2 separate regions of the Sus scrofa genome follow, and region 1 is linked to region 2. A link is a contact called in public Hi-C data. All regions are on one chromosome and are shown on one strand. Each heading gives the region's core, a stretch centred on a gene start, on an enhancer-like site or on the middle of the called end of the contact. The rest is flanking DNA. Distances are from core to core; before and after follow the strand shown. Region 1 overlaps MCC (colorectal mutant cancer protein). Region 2 overlaps MCC (colorectal mutant cancer protein).

The links. A called contact is a pair of places that touch in the nucleus more often than the background predicts.
Region 1: a contact with region 2 is called in a Hi-C map of embryonic fibroblasts, with 2.1 times the contacts expected there. The contact joins two enhancer-like sites. A contact is called at or near these places in 5 of 47 Hi-C or Micro-C datasets (embryonic fibroblasts, fetal heart ventricle, heart right ventricle and 1 more) and 1 of 2 datasets of contacts at active chromatin or transcription factors (skeletal muscle).

The regions. Positions count from the first base shown.
Region 1 is chr2:116,702,714-116,705,980 of Sscrofa11.1, forward strand. All of the region lies in intron 14 of MCC (colorectal mutant cancer protein), which reads left to right. Among named protein-coding and RNA genes, the nearest start is that of TRNAE-CUC, 88 kb to the right of the region's middle. Within about 2 kb of position 1,923, at least 14 of the 83 cell types and tissues checked have an H3K27ac peak or open chromatin away from gene starts, as enhancers often do. A contact at or near this core is called in embryonic fibroblasts, where this site is marked.
Region 2 is chr2:116,635,288-116,638,755 of Sscrofa11.1, forward strand. MCC (colorectal mutant cancer protein) reads left to right here. Exons shown (of 19, transcript XM_021084624.1): 6 at 686-828. Among named protein-coding and RNA genes, the nearest start is that of TRNAE-CUC, 160 kb to the right of the region's middle. Within about 2 kb of position 1,579, at least 4 of the 83 cell types and tissues checked have an H3K27ac peak or open chromatin away from gene starts, as enhancers often do. A contact at or near this core is called in embryonic fibroblasts, where this site is marked.

The sequences.
Region 1 (3,267 bases), core at 673-3,172, 68 kb after region 2:
AAAAACCAGAGTAAAATGCAAAAATGTGCAGCTCCCCCCTGTCCTGGGCCGAGCTGGGGTTTACTTCCTCTGCAGCCCTCTGCACCATCCGTCACCCTGGCGAGGAGGAGGAAGAACTCGGCCCCCTCAGAAAGTGATTTATTCCCCCCTGATGCTGAGCTCATCCGGCATTCCAGGCCTGGAGAGTTAATGGATGACTGAACCCTCCCCAGCAGCCAGCGGCAGCCCCCAGGGAGACAGGCAACGTCTTTGTCTGCAGGAGGCCAGAGAAAAGGCCCTGGCTTCCCCGCCTCTCACTGTTGTCATAATCATATTCCGCGGTGGAACGTGAAGAGCACAAAGCAGAATTGTCATTAACCCCGCCTGATCTGTCCCCTGCTGGTGTCCTGGAAGACGGAGGAGGGAAGCCAGAGAGGCGGCGAGTCTAGGTGCTTTTCTCGAAATTAAACTTCCCCCTGCAAAAGCATCTTGCAGCTCTGAGCTGCCCACAGGGGTAGAATATCCTTGGAGGGAGATCTTTTGTCCTTTTGTTCTTTTGCTTCCTTTCTTAACACTCTGCCCACAGCAGAGATGGTGAAACAAAAGCCTTCCTTGCCTGGCCAGAGATGGTGCCCTAGAGAGCCCCAGGACACCCCGGAGCCTGGCAGCTTCTGCCCACCCACATGTATATCTCCCAGACAGTTCAGAGGTGGGGAGGTTCAAGTCCAGTCAAGCATTGGCTGCTTTGCTCCTCCCTCAGAGCAGTGGTTTTTTGCAGGACCTGCTAGGTAGGTGGCGTGGGACTGATGTTGGGGATTGTGGGACCAGTGACACAGCTGTCCCTCTTCCTCCCCCAGAACGAGTACCGTGTGTTGGGGGTGGGGGGTTAGAAGGGTGCTGGCTTTAGGACCTGTTGTCTCTTTTGCATAACCTGGTGATGTGGGAACTGTTAGTATCTCCACTTCATCACAGGCCAGAGAGGTTTAGTGATTTATTCTGGGCCATAAGCTCAGCAGTGACAGAGGAAGAACATTTACTGGGTCTGCCTGATGGCAGAGACCTGCTCATAACTGCTGGGACCCACCACATCAGCCCAGGAGTACAGTGGCCTCTCCCTAGAGAATCTGGGATGCGGTCCCATTACCTTTCGGGCTACTTTGCAAATACCCACTTATCCTGTGGGGTAGACTAGTTGTTCAGAAGCCTGGCTCTGCCTCAGAATCAGTGGAAGGGTGCATTAAGACAAATGACTGGGAGTTCCCATCATGGCTCAACAATTACAAACCCATCTAGTATCCGTGAGGACTCAGGTTCGATCCCTGGCCTGGCTCAGTGGGTTAAGGATCCCGCATTTCTATGGCCTGGGGTGTAGATCGAAGAGGCAGCTCGGATCCAGCATTGCTGTGGCTGTGGTGCAGGCCGGGAGCTACAGCTCCAGTTTGAGACTCCCAGCCTGGGAACCTCCATATGCCGCAAGTACGCCTGCCCCCCACCCCTCCCGAAAAGACCAAATAAATAAGTACATAAAACAAATGGTATATATATATATATTTTTTTTTGTCTTTTGTCCTTTTTTAGGGCCGCACTTGCAGCATATGGAGGTCTAATCGGAGCTACAGCTGCCGGCCTACACCACAGCCACAGCAGCGCCAGACCCTTAACCCACTGAGCAAGGCCAGGAATCGAACCCACAGCCTCATGGTTCCTAGTTGGATTCGTTTCTGCTGCACCACGACGGGATCGCCCCAAAAATAATTTTTAATGGAAAGAAGGACTAGAGTTGTAGAGTGACCCTCTGGTGCTGAGTCGTAGCTTCACAGGAAAGGCTTTCATAACTGAAGCCTCCTACCAACTCATGGCAAGAGAAGCACTGCTATTTCCCAGCACTGCACTGTCCAAATGTGCCTCTCCTGGGAGCACGTCTCCCCACTCAGCCCTATGGAATGTGCGGTAAATGGTTTTGCTGCTCACACATGGAACCCTAGGCATCTGTTTCTCCACATTGTGTTGACAATGCTTGAAGGCGAGCTCGGAGTCCTCTTGAGTGGTTTTGTGTGAGGCATGCCTGCCATGCCGCTGTTAGCAAACAGGTCTTTAGTAAAGAACGCATAGATGTCTAAGGAAGGACCTTTTTTCTCCCTAGGATAAGTCCCTCTTGTTGGGCAGCTGTCATCCTCAGACACCCGCTGGCTCCCTGGTGCCCTCTGCTGGTGGTATTGTTTGCTCTTTCATGCTTTTCTTGAGCTGCTTTGTTTCTTGAGGCAGTTGCACCTGAAGTGGCCCAACTGGAGGCTGTTACTGCTTCTCCCATCAAGTCCTCTTTAAAACTCAGCGTAGGAACACATGACACTGATGATTAATCATTTTTAACCTCCTTCCTGCCTTCCCAGCTTCCACTGTATTTCCCAATTGTTGCAATAGCCCGTAAAACATCTGGCTGCCTCTGCTCTCATCTCCCTGCAGCCAGAGGGATCCTATAAGATGAAAGGCAGATCACGTCACTCCTCTATTACAAACCCTCCAGTGGCTTCCGTTCTAATTCTAGAGGAAAGTACACAACCCTTTCGAGACCCTACATGTTCAGGCCCCTGCCCCTAGGACCACATCCTCTCTGACCAGCTCTCTTCCCTGTCCCCTGACTGATTCCAATTCAGAAACACTCTCATTCTTGCTGTCCTACTGCCTCAGGCCTCTGCATTTGCTAGGTCCTCCGTCTGGATCCAATATCCACACAGCTCCCCTTCTTACCTCCTTTAGGCCCACTCACGTGTAATTCAGTCACAGAGGCCTTCTCTGTAACTCTGTTTGGAAGAGTCACCTGATCCCCTTAGTGCTGCCCATAAGCGCATCATTTTTCTCCCTGGTATGTCTCACTGCCTAATATGCTGTACATTTTACCTCTTTATCTCCCCTGTTAGACTCTTGAGTTCCCAGAGTTCCCACTGAGGCTCAGCGGTGATGAACCCACCTAGTATCCATGAGGATGCAGGTTCTATCTCTGGCCCTGCTCAGCAGGTTAAGGATCCGGGGTGGCTGTGAGCTGTGATAGAGGTCGAAGATGCAGCTCAGATCCCACATGGCTATGGCTGTGGTGTAGGCTGATTCAACCCATAACCTTGGAACTTCCATATGACTCGGAAAAAAAAAAAAAAGAAAATTTGAGTTCCTGAAGGCAGATATTTTTTTTCCCCTAAGACCTAGAAAAGTGATCTATGGTGAGCACTCCAATATTTCTTGAATGAATGAGAGAAAGTTACAGTTATCGAGTACTCTGCGGGGTTGCAGAGG
Region 2 (3,468 bases), core at 329-2,828:
TTCCAGTCCTTCAGCCTCAACACTTCTTATGTCCCCTGCCAAGAAGGAAGCCCACCAGTGGAACCCTGGTGGTGATGAGCCATTACTATTCACCAGACTTTTTTTTTTTTTTGTCTTTTTAGGGCCACACCCACAGTATATGGAAGTTCCCAGGCTAGGGGTTGAGTCAGAGCTATAGCTCCTCACCTACACCACAGTCACAGCAGCGCAGGGTCCTTAACCCACGGAATGAGGCCAGGGATCAAACCCATGTCCTCATGGATACTAGTCAGGTTCGCTAACTGCTAGCCCCAACGGGAACTCCTCACCAGACTTGTAATCATGCTGCTCACTGTAGCCTCCGTGCTGGCAGTCTCCATTCTTTTTCACATCAGAATTTGAGGGGCTGAAGAAATCTAATTTCTTTAGGAAATCTTTGGAGGGGGAAAGTGTTAATAGGCTCTTAGATGAATCTGGTTTGGTATTTGGGTGTGTATATGGACATAGAAGCAAACCTTCTGTTTCAAATACTGGCCATTGCTGTGCCCATCTATTTTGCCTGAAGGGAATCCTGCTTCATGTAGCCTGGAGAAGAGACCTGCCCGTTTTCTTCGTGAACGTCCTTTCCTTGTCCTTAAAAGACAGGTTCTCCGGGGATTTGTCCTCCACCTCTTTCAGTGGCAGCTGACTCCCCTTTTTTTCTCAGGGAGGAAGATGAGTACTCAGAACTGCGATCAGAACTCAGCCAGAGTCAACACGAGGTCAATGAGGACTCCCGCAGTGTGGACCAAGACCAGACCTCCGTCTCCATCCCTGAAAACCAGTCCACCATGGTCACTGCAGACATGGGTGAGTCTACCTGCCATGACCACAAAGCCAGAGTTTGGTTTCTGGATTGTAATAGGAACTTTAGAAATGTAAGGCAACCTAGATTAAAATTTAATTAATCAAGGAGCTTGTGGAGTCAACAAAGAGCCATGAATGTCAGTTCTTTACATAGTTCTTTTTTGGTCAATATGGAACCTAAATGCTGAATTCACTGTCTGCCTTGATGTTTGTGATTCAAGTATATGTCACCTCTATCTGAAAAGTCTGGAGGTAGAGAACCAGTTAAAGGGCTATTGCAGGGTCCCAAGTTACAGTAGAATCTGAACTGGGATGCCAGGAATGGAAGATGGAATAAATGGTGACACATTGCAGTGGACGAACCACCAGTGGGTTTTAGCAACTTGTGGGTAAAGAAGGATCCAAAATGACTTTGATAGGTTCTTCCTGGGTGACTAAGAGAATAATCATATTCTTTAGTAAGGGAATTTGGTTGAGAAATGAGTTGGGAAATAGATGTATTATCTTTTGAGGCTGCAGTTCTGGTACAGCGTGTGGGTATGGTGTGTTTTGAAGTACAGGTCATGACCCATGAGTGGGTCATAAAATCATATGGAAAATAAAATATGTTTTAATTGAAATCAAAAAGGAAAAACGTAGAATGACAGCATTGTTTCACGAAACATTTTTGTTGCATGTGTTGTATACACAGTAAGTTGCCAAGTGAAATGTTCCAGCTGTGAGTTGCAGTCGAAATGTTGCCAAACCCCTGGTCTACTTGGAGATGCTTAACTAGATCTCTAGAGAGATTGGGGTTGAGGATAAAAGCTTTGAAGTTATGAGGCAAGGAGATCCCTTTGGTGGAGAGGGTGTGGAATCAAAACGGGGAGAGGCACCATCTTAAGAAATGTTCACATGTAGACAAGTGATGGAAAAAGAAGGAAGAGTAAGCATAGTACAGTTTACAGCGGAACTTCAGGTTGCATTGAGGAGAGAGACTTTAATCAAATATTAAACATTTATGTTTAATTATAAATGTATATAAGTGCTATAACATCAAGAAACATAGCACCATGACCATGTATCAAAGGAATTCAGTTTAGGATTTCCAAGATAGCTTCCTCTAGGAACTGACATTTAAGCTGAGATCTGGAGGAGGAGGAATTGAGTAGGTAAAAGAGGAATTGGCATTCAGGAGAAGGGGGACAGATGCAGGAGAAGGGGGACAGGTGCATTCAAGGAGGTGAAAAAAATTCATCCTGTATGGAGGGCACGGAGGTGTGAGAGGGAGGCGTGGTGAGGTAGGCAGGAACCAGATCATGTAAGAGCTTAGGGAGTATGTCAGAGTCTGACCTTTATTCAAAGATCCACGAGAAATGACTGACGATTTTTTTTTTTCTGTTTAGGGCCACACTCCAGCATATGGAGTTTCCCGGGCTAGGAGTCAAATCGGAGCTGTAGCCACCGACCTACACCACAACCACAGCAACACCAGATCCAAGCCACATCTGCAACCAATACCACTGCTCATGGCAATGCCAGATCCGTAACCCACTGAGTAAGGCCAGGGATGGCGCCCAAGTCCTCATAGATACTAGTCAGGTTTGTTGTACCGCTGAGCTACAATAGGAACTCCAACTTAATGATTTTAGTAGTTGGAGGCGGGGGAATGAGATGATCAGATTTGCATTTTGAATCAGTCACACCAGAGTGAAGAGAAAGAATTGGTGGATCAAAAGTGAATGGGGGGGAGTTCCCCTCGTGGTTCAGTGGAAACAAATTTGACTAGTAACCATGAGGAAGCATGTTCAATCCCTGGCCTTGCTCAGTGGGTTTCGGATCCGGTGTTGCCCTGAGCTGTGCTATAAGTTGAAGGCTTGGCTTGGATCCCCAGTTGCTGTGGATGTGGTGTAGGCTAGCAGCTGTAGCTCAGATTCGATCCCTGGCCTGGCAACTTCCATGTGCAGGTACGGCCCTAAAAAAGGCAAAAAAAAAAAAAAAAAAAAAAAAGAAAGAGTGAATGGGGGAGGTCAGCTAGGAAACCATTGCTAAACTCTTAAGTGGGCAAAAGGGTAGCTAGGATTAAGGTGGTGGCAGCTGAGATGTGGAAAAGCAGAGGAGTTGTAGAAAAGGTATAAAATTGGCAAGATCTGCTGAAGGATAGGAAACAGGGTGAAGGAGGAGGTACATATGTGCAGGTGTCTTCGAAGTGTTGGGTTTGCACACTGGATGGGCAGTGGAGCCAGTCACCAATATGGGAGCAAAGGAAAAAGGACCAGGTCGATTTGCTCTGATTTTGGCTTTGTTTTGCTTGGGGGAGGGTTGGGGGTAGGTTGAGGTCTTGTGTTTTGTTTGGCCATAAGTTTGAGACATCTGGAAGTATCTGGGTGGAGTCGCTGGGAAGACAGTAGTTATACATAAGCCAGAAGAGGTTGGGCTGAAGAAAAGCAGTTGGGAGACATCATGTTGTTTAGATAGTTACTGAAGCCAGCCGTGAAAGTTGACATGCAGAGTGAGAAGTGTGGCAAGCTGGAGACAAAGCCTTGGGGGCCAGCCGCTGAAGAGGAGACCCAGCAGTAACTCATGGCATGGATGCACCTCTCAGCTTTTCAGTCTCAGTTTAAATTCCCCTCCTCCAAAAGCATTTTGTGAGCACCAATCTGT